Regions from separate parts of the Zea mays genome. Here regions 1 and 2 are each linked to region 3. Evidence: chromatin contacts called from public Hi-C data. All regions are on one chromosome and are shown on one strand. Each heading gives the region's core, a stretch centred on a gene start, on an enhancer-like site or on the middle of the called end of the contact. The rest is flanking DNA. Distances are from core to core; before and after follow the strand shown.

Region 1 (4,040 bases), core at 1,368-3,867, 150 kb before region 3:
GGGTACAATGTCGGCATCGCGTGGCGGCGACGGGCGCCAGGGCGAATTACGCGATGGGCGGGTACACCGGCTGCGTTGGGGACGTGAACGCGGTGTACCTGTCCGAGTTGTAGATGTCCAAGACGACGACAACGGGAAGGGAGGGTGCGCCACGTTCGCCACCGACGTCAGATGTGGGCCATGTGGCGTGTCAGAGCGCGTGCGCGACACCTTCTGCCCGGGACACCGGTAGCGGGCGAAGCCCAGAGTTATGGGCCTTGTGGTCGTGCCTATGGAGTGTGGGCCGTGTGTGAGCGAGTTCTTACTAAGGCATGTTCGGTTTTTTAGATTGGAGTGCTGGAACAATTTTTAGTCGGATTGTTTTTATAATTTATTTAAGTTTTGATGAGTTGGAATAAGTTCTGGTTCATTATTGGACAAACAAACGGGCCATAACTGGTTTTAGTCTTAGGACCTGTTTGGATCCTACGTGCTAAACTCTAGCACCCCTTAGATTATCTCCAGCAGTTTACTCATCTCTACTCCATATTCAAACTTCATTCTGCGAACAATGCAGTCTATAGTGCAAAACAATGTTTTTGGTCAATATATGGCTAAAATGCTGGACACGGTATTAAAGAGCTAAAGTTTTAATAGGTGCTAAATTTTATCACTTTATTTTTAACATCTTTTAGCACCTATATTTGGATCTACAAGTGCTAAAATTTATTTAAAATATATTGTTAAACTTTGGCATCGATGGATTGAAATTTGAAACAGCCCTTACTACTTACTCCCTCCGTTTCTTTTTATTAGTCGCTAGATAGTACAAAATTGCACTATCCAGCAACTAATAAAAAGAAACGGAGGAGTACTGGCCAGAGCATAGAAAGCGTGGGGCTTGACGAATTCTTGTTTTATGCTCGGTGTGTCGACATGTTATCACGCCATTCGTGCACACGCGTGTACACGGTGCACGTAGACCACGGCTCGTCGGCTCTGGTGCACCTGATGTGGCGAAACGATAAAAAAGCATGTTCCGAGTCCCCAATGACGACAAAAAGCCAATAGGATCGTGATCCTAATTCCTTTGCTCAGATAGGTAACCTCGAGTTCCCGATACGTCTCTTCTTCACTCAACACGCGTGTGAGATTGTGAATCAGGGTGTGTGTCACACGTTAGTTAAACATATAGTTTCCGTTGTGACGAGCCTTCTTCTACCATGGCTCGTCCTCCTGAATCTGTACAGAGAGCTGTTGCTTCACGATTAGACGGTGAGTCGACGATGCGACGCACGTTTATCTCATGTGTGCCCCCCTGGCACAAGCCAAGCGGCCTCGTCCGGGCGGAGCGACGCGCTATTGTACATGGCTGACGTGCCTACACGCGTCGGGGTCGGCGAGGGAACGAGCCCCTGCCCCTGGCCCTTCCGCAGGGCGTTGTAGCGGTCGACGTCGAACCCGCGCGCCCGCATGAGGCGGCGCTGCTTGGACGCGAAGCGGCTCCGGTAGAAGCCCTCGAAGGACGGCTCCGTGGCCGTGCGCATGAAGAAGGCGTAGCCGGACATGAAGTAGAGCGACGTGGCGTAGAAGCACACCGGCTCCATCACGTCCCACGACAGCTCCCAGAAGGTGAGCCGCATGAACCCCAGCGTCTGCGTCGCCAGCAGGCCCAGCCCGCACCACAGCTCGCGCCGCACCTGCGCGGCCGCGTCCGCGTCGATCGCCGCCTTCTGAGCTTCCATAGCCTCCAGCTCGCGCTTGCGCGCCTCGCTCCCGTCTCCGGCTCGCGGCGCCTGCAGCTGCTTTTTCACGGGGAGGATGCTCCCGATGGCCTTCGCTACCTGAACGACGACACACGGAGAGATCAGAGACGCGGTAAAGGTAAAGCGTAAGGCGGTGGCCGGGCTGGATGCTCTGCTTTGCTCCCTGGCTCTGACTACTCTTTCTCCTCTGGTTCCGTGTCTCGGATGCTAGAAGTTAGCAGCACGTACCATGTCGGGGCGGAGGAAGACGGCCTCGCCGAGGACGATGACGACGCCGGACTCGTCGAGCGCACGGGCCAGCCGGCGGCCTCCCTCGACGCCGCCGGCAATGTCGACGCAGAGCGCGGCGAATTCCGACCCGGACACGACGCTCTGGGCGTTGGACCTCAGCCTCGCCCTCGCCACCTCCATCTCGGCCGCCCTCGCCACCTTCCTCGCCTGCTCCACCGTCACGCCCACAAGCTCCGGCGGCCGCGTCGCCGTGCTCACGGGAGGTATAAGCCCGTCGAGCTGGAGGCGGTGGAAGAGGTGGTCGCCGACGGGGAGGGCGGGAAAGCAGTGCGCCGGGAGCGGGACGGTCGCGGTGCCGTACCCGACCGCGGTCGGCTTCGGCCGCAGGAATGCGAGCGTCGGGCAGTCGTCCACGGCCGGCAGAGATCGCGGTGCCGGGGGATGGGGAGCCGGAGGTTTGGGAATGGCCGCGCCGGCGCCTCTAGCGGCTGCGTTCTTGCCTACCCATAGACAGCGTGCCATTGTTCTGTGGAACGCCATTTGTGTTTGCCTCTGACACGAGCTCTATTGCTCTATTGTAGTTTGATCTAGAAGAATGGTTTCGTGTTACATGACACAAGTGGCGCGACGTGTCTGGCCGATGGAGCGAGGTGGGGATGGACAGGGGTGGTATTTATACTTGGGAGAAATGATAACCAGCGGCACAGAGGCTGAGCAATTACTTCTTTCTTGTTAAAAGCCACTAGGAATTGGAGGCTCCTCCGCATTCGGTGGGGCTTCCGCCCACCACGTCTCGCCACGTGTGCCTAAGTGCATCGGACACGAATTTACGTTTGGATTCGACTAATAGAGTGTTGTGTCCGTGAACAGTGGCGCAGGCAGAGATGACTGCCGTAGTCCACATCAGTAGCTTCAACAACCCCCTCTCCCTCCCCAGTCTCGCCACCCGGCTCAGTGGAGGAGCTGAGACCACATGCCGGCGCCACAGATCCGTATTCTCCGCTTCCGGCGAGATGGACCTGGTGTAGGCGGCACGACTGTTGAGGCTGATGCTAGAGCGCCGCCGACTCGCCTCGTGAACCTAGCGGCGATGCAGTTCTGGCGGTCGTCGACCTCACGGACGTTGAGGCAGCGGCTTGGCTCGGAGCAGAAGTACTTGTACGAGTAGGTGAAGTTGCGGAGTGCGGGCAGCGTGCAGACGCCCTCGGGGACGTGGCCCCACAGCTCGTTGCGCGCCACGTGGAGCTGCTGCAGGTTGTGCAAGCCGGCCATGGACTCCGGCAGCATCCCCTGCAGCTGGTTGGAGCTGAGGTCCAGCAGCGTGAGCTCGCGTAGCCAGCCCAGCTCCTGCCGGAGGCAGGAGCGGAGGCCCGAGTTGAGCGCCACCAGCTCGCCCAGCGTGCCCGCCATGCGGCCCACGCTGCACGGGATGCAGCCGCGCAGGCGCAGGTTGGCCAGCACGAGCACGGACGCCGGTGAGTTGCCCAGGCTGTCCGGCAGCTCGAAGTCGAAGCGGTTGTCGTTGAGGAAGATGGCATCCAACGGCTTGTCGAAGAGCGCCGGCGGCACCGGCCCGCGCAGGTCGTTGAACCGCAGGTCCACATACCTGACGCTGGGCAGGCACAGGATGTGCTGCGGGAAGCCACCCGAGAGGCGGTTGTTGCTGACGTCCAGCTTGTGGAGGAGCCGCATCTTGGGGAGGGACTCCGGGAGCGTCCCCGCGAAGCTGTTCGAGTTGAGGTGCAGCAGGGCGTCCCCGTGAATTCCATGAGTCTGTCCCCAATTTCTCGGTGCTCCGCACTCGAACCGCGCACCTCACCAATCTCCAGCGCCACCCCGAGATCTTCCGACCAGCCTCGAGATCCCTGCGGACATGTCATCTTCGGCAGCCATGGAGGCAATCGACGAGCTCGTCCAGCTCTCCGAGTCCATGTGGTAGGCCGCCTCGCTCCTTGCGGACGATGACCCCTCCATCGAAAACACCTCACGCCGCCCCTCCACCTTTCTCTTTCTCAATGCCGCCGCGCTCGGTAACATCGTAAGTGCCTACCGTCCACCATGCGT
Region 2 (4,436 bases), core at 1,736-4,235, 230 kb before region 3:
CTTTTGCTGTTACTCTGTGGGATCCCGTACTCTATATGGGCCTGACAAAAAAAAACATCAAACGTTTAGATCGAAACCCATCGGCCCGCCGGTACGGTTTAAGAATATCGAGGATCAGGGCAAGAAAATAGTTACATGCATCATCATCGCATTATGCACGTTGATCCAGAAAGCGAGCTTCTCTTCATGTTTCATCCCGCTGAGATCAACGCTTTCGAGAAGCTGCACAAGTGACCTACAGAGTGCAACCTGAAACTAGTCAGAAGATACTCGTCGTAATTCGATCCCTATATATGAACTGGAAGAGATTGGGTGGGGGGAAAAAGAAAAGGACATGTCAAATACTCACATGTATTTGCGCAGCATATCCTTCACGTCAGCGGACCTCTGATCACCTTTGCAAAGAGCAGACACCTCTACCACAGAATCATATGGCAGGGCCAGCTCCCTAGATTCACCGTTGCCTAACCCGTTGTCCTGCCACTCCTCAACGAAGCTCTCTTTCCTGCACCTGGGGCTCCATATGTCCGCGGTGTATTTGGAAGACAGCCCGCTCGCCGAAGAAAAGGATGAGCACGGTGAGGGGAAGAAGGCGTGCTGCACGGCGGGGACGTCTCTCAGCCTCATGTATACGGCCGTAATGCATTTGATCATGTCCTCGGATATCTTGTTCGGCGTTTGGGGAACATGGTCCGCGACCCTGGTCCCCAAGATGTCTGCCAAACTCACCACGCCAGGATCCATGCATTTCCCTTCCTGGCCATATCATCGGTCCAGATTGCGTTAGGAATTTCAGATAAAACATAAGGGACCCTGGCTCTGTCCAGGTGCATAACTAAGCCGGCCCTGCAGCAAACCTATTGAAATACTTTAGAACCAAAGAGAGTTCAGGTATCATGTCGTACCTCAACAAAAGATAGAGGCGAAGTATGGCATGGTTTCAGAGCTCTAGCGAGATTGTTTGCCGACGGAGATACCCTAACGGAGCGGTGCAGGAGCGAGGAATGGCTGCGTCCGATATTGATCTTCTCATTGCTAGTCTCGCTTGTAGAAGCTGTAGGCGTGGACTTGCGTGCCAGGACCATTCGACTGGACTGGTTTAGCTGATGATGCTTCCTTGGGGTCGAGAAGCTCAGCTCTGGAGCTTCAGAGAGTATGCCTGAAAAGGACCTTGCTGGCTGCTTGTTGCTCTCCATGTCACAAGCAGAACTTGCAGGGGAAAATTGTTGCTCAAATGCCTTTCTGTATAGTGTTAGGAGATGTTGCTCCAAGCATATGACCTCTAGCTCGAGAACTGCAATCTCCTTTATTAGCTCCTCAGTCGGCTGAGAGATGACATGCAAGAAAGAAAGAGGCTATCTGTTAAGTGCAAACTCTTGTCTTTGGGGGGAAAAACACATAATATCATGGTGTGGAAGTAAAACATTAGAATAACATGGTACCCTACCACCACTTTTGTTAGCTCGTCCAGATGAATTTTATAAGAGTAGGACTTTCACCTTTGGAATGCAGTTCTCACTTGATGCATGGATAGCACAAGGCTTGTAACCTAGAGCTTTCTCAAGAGCACGGCGCATGACGAATTGATCATTCAATCGCTTTTCAAGAACTTGGACCTGCAGAACTAGCATCATAAATATGAAGAAGGTAGAAATGCCATCACACATATATTACAAGAATGAATTGTGCAACTTGTTGGCTTGATCTCATCCGAACTCGGTCACGGGATCGAGCTCAGCTCACGCCCTGACCAAGCAAGCGATATGGTGCCTAGGTATGAGGGTTTTTACCATCCATCCTTGAGAGCACCAAGAGGTATGACATACTGTATTGAAATTCTTATACTGACATATGGCATTTGGGGAAGAAAACATGACAAAATAAATAAACGGTAACCACCTCTGAAACAAACTAGCTGAGACAGGTCCGGACCGTGGAATGAGCATTAATAACCTATGGCTAGGAGGGAGGATCTGGTATCTGAGTTCACCTCACGCTTCAAGGAGCATGGAAGCTCAGTAGCACCGGACGGCATCTTGCTGGTGCTATTCTGGTCCTTGAGTTCTCCGGCATCCTTCTACTCAACAGATATTGAACAAGAGCCAAAACATAACAGAAATCAGCAGGTAACGTCTAGTCAGGATATATACCAGATATATTTTTCAGGAGACTGAAGAAAGCAAGCGGTAGTCTCGCAAGAGTTACCTGAGCGTGGCACCTCGGCGAAGAGGAATCCGCGCTATCCATCCCGAGCACTCTGATAGAATCGCTGCCAATGCAAAAAAATAAAAAAAAAATCCCCGGGGGGAGCATTCAGCCTAGAACCGCTTCTAAAAATGCAAGAGCCGTCTTTCTTGGCTAAGACTAATTTCTGCAAGTCGACAGCAGCAATGCTCCAGACATTATACTGCGAGCAGCGCAGAGCTAAAATACGCAGGGTCCGTCAGACTGCACAAGGCAAGAAGCAGGGAGCTCACCTCCTGGAGCGGCTGTGAGACATCGCTGGTTAGCAAGGGGGGGCTAGGCTACATACAGGTCTACAGCTTCTCCGGCGGGGGCTGACACAGAGCTCGACCGGGCCTTCGCCATTGCTATATATATATATATATATCTTGCGGAAGCGCTGCTGGTTAAAGCAAACCCGCTGAAACCTGTCGTCGCATTGGAGGTTGAAGAACCTAAGGCGAGCAGATGCGGGGGGGGGGGGGGGGGGGGGGGGGGGGGGGGGGTACAGGTAGAGAGGCTGGAAAGAGGAGACGCGGCGTCTGCCTGACCTGCCTCACATCACAGGTGAATCGTCCGCGGCAAGTGGAGAGGGCCGGAGTTGTTGCCGAGGAGTTGATCACCTGCTAAAGCCTCTTGACTTGCTAATGCTTTCGCCTTTTGTTTCTCGGCTGGGCTGAGTTCCTCCTTCCCAGTCCCCTTCCTGCTCTGTGAGTGTGAGGTGAGACTGAGAGGCCGTGAGAGGACAGGTGAGGAGTGCGAGGGCTGGGGCCTGCTGAGGCCTGAGGGTGATGAACTTGAGGCACTCCACTCCGCACGGTCACACGGACCACACCACTCCACTGCAGGTACAGTGGTTCTGGTACTGTTTCAGTGGCTATACATCAGAACAGCGCTGGAGATCGGTCGTCCTGTGTCCGGTTATTCCGATGCTTTATTTATTGTGGCAAGTCCCTTGTATATTTATGCCTGTGACTCCTTAACATTTACTACCAGCTTCTTTTTTTTCTATTTTATGCAAGGCCGAGACGGGCAGATCTGCCCGGTTTACTTGTTGTTTACGCACGCAGGTAATTTTACTCCGTCCAAGGCTGCTGACCTTTTCACCTCTGTCACATCATAATCAGGGTGCCAGAAAATCCGATTACTAAAATAGGAGCAGTAAACAGAATCTTGTGCAGTTGTGCCACAATGATGCATCTGCTCTTTGTTAGTTGTAGCAAGGAAAGGAACGGTTCCTTTTTTTTTTACCCCCCGCCAATCCGTTAAAGATAACTGCCGTTTCGTGTCCGTTTCCAATCCCTGGCTGTGCTATTCCAGTTTCTGTCGGAAGAAAGAAATGGTGATCCGATCCGACTCGGCGACTCCATTGTTGGATGCAAGTTTTTTTTTTTTTTGCGCGGCAACGGCAATGATGAGATGGGCATGGGCAGGATCACATGCGGATTCAAAGGACGGACTGTGAAGCAACGCAGCCGGACAGGACAGTGGCATGCATGGCGTCGTTTGACCTGTGGCCCACTATGCTCTCCGGTAAATATTGATGGATCTCGTCCTATCTGTCGTACCGTACGTGACCACACACGCCGCGGCGCAGAGGGACAGACGTGACCGAGTTGATGCCGTGCCGGGGTAGCGAGTTGCATGGACAGGACAGCCAAGAAACCCCCGGCTCCGGCAGGCCACCGCTGTGCTGGTGCTGGTGCTGCCGCCCTGGCGGCCCGGCCAAGCCGCTGAGCTTGCCATCTCGCTCTCGCCGCCTAGAAAGAGGCGCAGCTTTGCCTTGACGCGCACTGTTACTTAAGCCTGCTACTTCTGCCCTCTGTTGCACTCTCCAAAAAGAAAAATTTTGGCAGGTCATGTGACGCACCGGTACTCGCAGTGGCAAATGCAAGGTCGCCACAGGCACTAGCCGCACTACTGTCCTGAATCCTGATGGTGCTGCACCATACAGATCCTCATGTCTGGACTGGAGTACCGAGGACTGGAACATTTCTTGTGCTCGACAGATCTTTCACACCGTCGAGTGAGACGCGCGCGGCAACTGCTAGTATAAGCAGGATTTCCTGTGCTCTACCAAAATCCTTGCACAGAAGGAAAATCCTGCGTCGCCACGACCACACACATGGCTGGCAAAACAGCACGGTAGCAGAGGATACGTGACAAGCGCTACGCCGAAGGGTGAAGCAGTTGGAATCGGTAGGTGCTCGTCA
Region 3 (4,322 bases), core at 1,476-3,975:
GAGATCAATTTAGTTTTACCCAGTTTGCTTCTAGTTTTTGTTGAAAAAGTGTTAACTTGTCTATTCACCCCCCTTCTAGGCTACTTTCAATAATACACCTAACTTCCTGTGAAAAAATAGAGTCAGAAACACCAGGAAGTCAGGGTGGTAGTGCCAGCCCCAGATCCGGCAGTCACGGGGATCGATATTGTTGCGCACACGGGCGGCAGTGTCGGGCACTGAAAACGCCCAGAAAATTCTCAAACTTCACATAATGTTTGCACGGGGTAGAGGATGTTTACTGGTGAAGTATGAACCTGAACAAACAAAAAATTGAAGCGCATGTCAGAAATCCCGAGAATGGTGGGTTTTGTGGGGTTTTCTCAAAACAAACTCAAACGAGAATTAACTCGGATCATGACCAAGAATTGCACCGTGAGGGCATACGAAGTGATCCAAAAAGTCTATCTCCACTCAAACCAATTCTGACAGCACCCATGTCATAAGAACTCAAAGGTTCTCCACAAATACACAAGAGAAGGGGAACGGAAAAATCCAAGAACACAAGACTACATAATTTTAGCAAGGATCAAAATTGAGATTGAGAAGTGACCAAAACCTGTGAATCGTACCGACGACCCTTCCTCAGATTAAACTTGCAGATCACAAACACATTCGACAGTTACAAAATCGTTGTGGATCCCTCGGCTCAACTGCTGAATACATGGAGAGAGAACTTGGAGTTCCAAAATAGGAAGCCTAAACAAATGGTAGCTAAGAAATGCTGAACTAACCAGTCATCCCCTCTATTTATAGAGGATTATGTCCATCTCCTAAATTGTCCCTATTTACATAGAGCATATCCACTCCACCGGGGCGAAATGGACCAACTCCTAGGTTTTCGATCCGATGGCTACACGCTCCACAAGAAGTTGTTCGCCTTGACGCACCCTTCAGTGTGATGCCACGTGCCGCCATCGATTCCCATTGGAACCGCCACCGCCGAGTTTTGAGGCCCAAACTCCGCAAAACCCACCATCCGTAGTGTTGGGTGGTTTTGAGGCGCAAACCACCAAACATGTCGTGAGTACTGCACCGCGTGCGCGTCCTCCACGACCAGACGCGTGTCCCGCCAGTCCTCGACTGTGCCGGCAACACGATCCACTCCACCATGTCACGCGAGTTCGTGTCCCAAGTGTCAGCCACCACGACTGGTCACCCGGCTGCTCCGGTCTGTCAGCCAAGACTCAATGCTCGTCCTTCACCACTCTCGGTCCATCAGCACGAGCCCGCATGACCTTCACCTCAACCGTCGACCATCGTCCGTGTGCTCCACCCCACAAGGCGACCGACATGGTTGCACATACATAATCTCACACTCTGGTTTGTCCACTACTCCAGAGTGCTACCTGTTGACAATCACTTGTCATTAACCCGAACCATAAGGGACAAATCAAAAATAACTAAATATTAGAATAGTTAGATATATTGATTAAAAATATATAATTAAACAAAGTGTATATAAAATAATATTTAGTTTGTCCATAATAGAAAATTCATAAGAGTTTAAATTAAAGCCAACTCACAACATTTTTTCACAGAGCTGAACCAAACACACCCTTACCTAAAGTTATGAGTTTTTTCTCACAAGGGTTCATGCAGAATTTTTTAATGATATCTCTAGCAACTTACTCTTCCTCATCTCTCATTTCAAACTTCACTCTATAAATAGTACAGTTTACAGTGCACTATAAACAATACAGTCTACAGTACAAAACAGTGTTTTACACGACCAAATGCACGATCTGCTGACCATACCTACTGAGATGGTATGAACATAAGCATGTGTCATATTACTCTTTTTACCATATGTTTTTTAAAGACATATATTGCCTTCTGAAATATAAATGAGTTTTCTTCGAAAAAGGTTTTTCTATAAGTTTACAATTAGGAAAAAATCATTATATGTTATATCTTTCTTCTTATTTTTCGACTGGATATAAAAGGAGTTTTAATGATATATCAATCAGTATTCTTTTTTGTCCTATTGGCTTTTTTTAGGAATGGTGCTATTTATTGATCTCAAAGGCAGATTCAATAAACAGGGTCTTACAAATATTCTATACGGTATGATCTGAGCCTTCTATCCAAATCAGATGGAAGAGGATAATATCTCGTTAGTCCTCGTATAGTCGTATGATTCTCGTATATGACCTCGTGACGAGTCATGACAAGTCATAAGATATGATAGATAAATTTCTTCTCGGACTTTCGCTTCGACCCGCTCTTTATGTAAGCTCCTCTACTGCTCCCATATTTTAATTTCCTCCTGATACTCGGCAACAATAAACAAAAAAGTATTCTGTAAATCATAATCGTCTTGTTCGTTAGCATTTCCGCGCGGTACGGTCGAGGGAGGAGGCAAGTCATGACACGCGACCATGACGTCTTTTGCGTGCGATGATTTTGGGATCCCCGCACGCTTCTGTCTTTTTCCAAAAAAAAAAAGCCACACGAGCGCGGCACGTCAGATCCGTGGGAGTGTGCAGTTAATCTGGCAAACCGAGCGCACGCGTTGGACGGCACGTCGATGGGTATTGTCGTATTGACGTTTGGCGGATGGCGGGGAGGCACAGTGCTCGACTGCAGCCACCGCCCACCACTACCACCACCGATCGACACGAAACACCCAGGCCCCACTCCCCAGGCGCCCAGCAGGTAGCAGCCGCGCCGCCAAAAGCGATCGCGCGGCCTCCTCCGTCTCCGTGGCTCCGTCCAAATCCGCTGGGTCAAGAGGAGGACGGGTCGCGCGGCCCCCTCGCCGAGACCCACGGGCCGACGCAAACCCAGGAAAGAAACGAAGCGAGCGGCACCACCGGCGCGTCCTCGGCTCCTCGCGTGCGTGCTTACCCCGGCGAATATTCGACCACGGAAGCCGCATAACCTCCGTCCATCCCATCCCCGCTCGCCTCTCCTCTCCTCGCCCCGCTCTAGACGATCGATGGCCGCGACGGCGGCGGAGGAGATGGAGAGGATGGTGGAGGCGGAGTGGGAGGAGGGGAAGCAGGGGATGAGGAAGAGGAAGCGGTACGGGCTGGTGGAGTACCGGGCGCTGCCGGCTTACCTGCGGGACAACGAGTACATCCACCGCCACTACCGCTGCGAGTGGCCGCTCCCGCAGGTGCTGCTCTCCGCCTTCTCCATCCACAACGAGACCCTCAACGTCTGGACGTACGTAAACCCTCTCCGCCCTCCCCCTTCATTAATGGTTCTTTGGTCCAATTGATTGGTGTTAGCTAGCTCGGGAGGAACGGGAGATCGATTCTTGCCTGACTCTGATTGCAATGCGTCGAATTGTTTGGTACATGAGATTTCTGGGCGTTTATTTCCTGCTTGTGCTTCCGGGCCCAGATTCATTGCGGATTGGCGAAATATCTAGAATTTTGTAGTTTCATTCATTTGGCTGCTTTTGCCCCCTTCATGTTTGTGGATGGATCAACAAAACCTAGACTTCGTCGACCTCTGCTAGTATGGAAAGTATGAATTGGTAGCGTTATCCTTGTCTGTTCATCACTCAGAAAAGGACGTTTCCTAAAAACAACTCATGGAAAAGGACCTCGACCGCCAACTAATTAAAGAAGTCATCTTTCGGTGGGGCATGCGTTTTTTTTAAACTAGTTGGCGCATTGCTGAACGGGAGGGCGGCCTCCCCTTTCCTTCACTGTAGGCCTAATTTGGAAGTAAGGGAGGCAAACCCAGGATGAAAAATACCCTAGGTTTGTCCGTTTTAATCTCAATCCACGTGGATTGGATGTGATTAAGTGAGTTTAAATCCATAGCAAGTCAAAATTTCTTCTAATCCCTCCCAATCGTGGGATGGGAATAACCGAACAAAGCCCTATGAAGAACTACTAGTACAATGCTCATATATTGTGATGGCGTACAAATCGTCCTCATGCTCCCCGATACAGAGTCACTGTGGGTGATGGTCGTGGCGTTGCCTCCATCCCTGGACCTCAGCCTGGCGTTGTTCATGGGCCTAATGGCGGTCGTGACACCAACGTTGCTGCAGTTCTTGCCGCCCAAGAGCGATAAGCGGACCTGCTTGTCGTCGTTGTCCGTGGTGTTCGCTGGTTCTGTCTGTCGTGCAGCAACTTGGATCCCAACTGTCATGCCCATAGCAAGGTTCAATCAACGTGGTTAATAGGATAGGCAACGCAACAAAGCATCGACAAGCATTGATTTTATTAAATGAATCACAATTGTTATTCTCAATCAAGGCTTAAAGTTCAGAAATGTGAAAAGTGGTGTGTAAACAAATTACTTGTATTGTTGTTCAACTT

The links. A called contact is a pair of places that touch in the nucleus more often than the background predicts.
Region 1: a Hi-C map of ear shows a contact between it and region 3, with 3 times the contacts expected there. The contact joins the promoter of LOC103633091 here to the promoter of LOC100502176 in region 3. A contact is called at or near these places in 14 of 25 Hi-C or Micro-C datasets (bundle sheath, ear, endosperm and 5 more) and 2 of 3 datasets of contacts at active chromatin or transcription factors (leaf and seedling).
Region 2: a Hi-C map of ear shows a contact between it and region 3, with 3 times the contacts expected there. The contact joins the promoter of LOC100281512 here to the promoter of LOC100502176 in region 3. A contact is called at or near these places in 6 of 25 Hi-C or Micro-C datasets (bundle sheath, ear, leaf and 1 more) and 1 of 3 datasets of contacts at active chromatin or transcription factors (seedling).

What each region holds. Positions count from the first base shown.
Region 1 is chr1:28,974,132-28,978,171 of Zm-B73-REFERENCE-NAM-5.0, forward strand. LOC103633091 (Calcium uniporter protein 4 mitochondrial) reads right to left here and starts at 2,618. Exons shown (of 2, transcript XM_008654772.4): 1 at 1,974-2,618; 2 at 999-1,823. The coding sequence starts at 2,516. The coding sequence ends at 1,284. LOC100384784 reads right to left here. Exons shown (of 1, transcript XM_020545722.3): 1 at 2,767-4,040. The coding sequence starts at 3,668. The coding sequence ends at 2,928.
Region 2 is chr1:28,900,675-28,905,110 of Zm-B73-REFERENCE-NAM-5.0, forward strand. It overlaps LOC100281512 (ternary complex factor MIP1), which reads right to left and starts at 2,986. Exons shown (of 11, transcript NM_001154430.1): 1 at 2,775-2,986; 2 at 2,206-2,269; 3 at 1,991-2,077; 4 at 1,500-1,616; 5 at 906-1,325; 6 at 350-756; 7 at 136-235; 8 at 1-41. The coding sequence starts at 2,035.
Region 3 is chr1:29,126,767-29,131,088 of Zm-B73-REFERENCE-NAM-5.0, forward strand. LOC100502176 (Heptahelical transmembrane protein 5) reads left to right here and starts at 2,726. Exons shown (of 3, transcript NM_001363210.1): 1 at 2,726-3,210. The coding sequence starts at 2,981.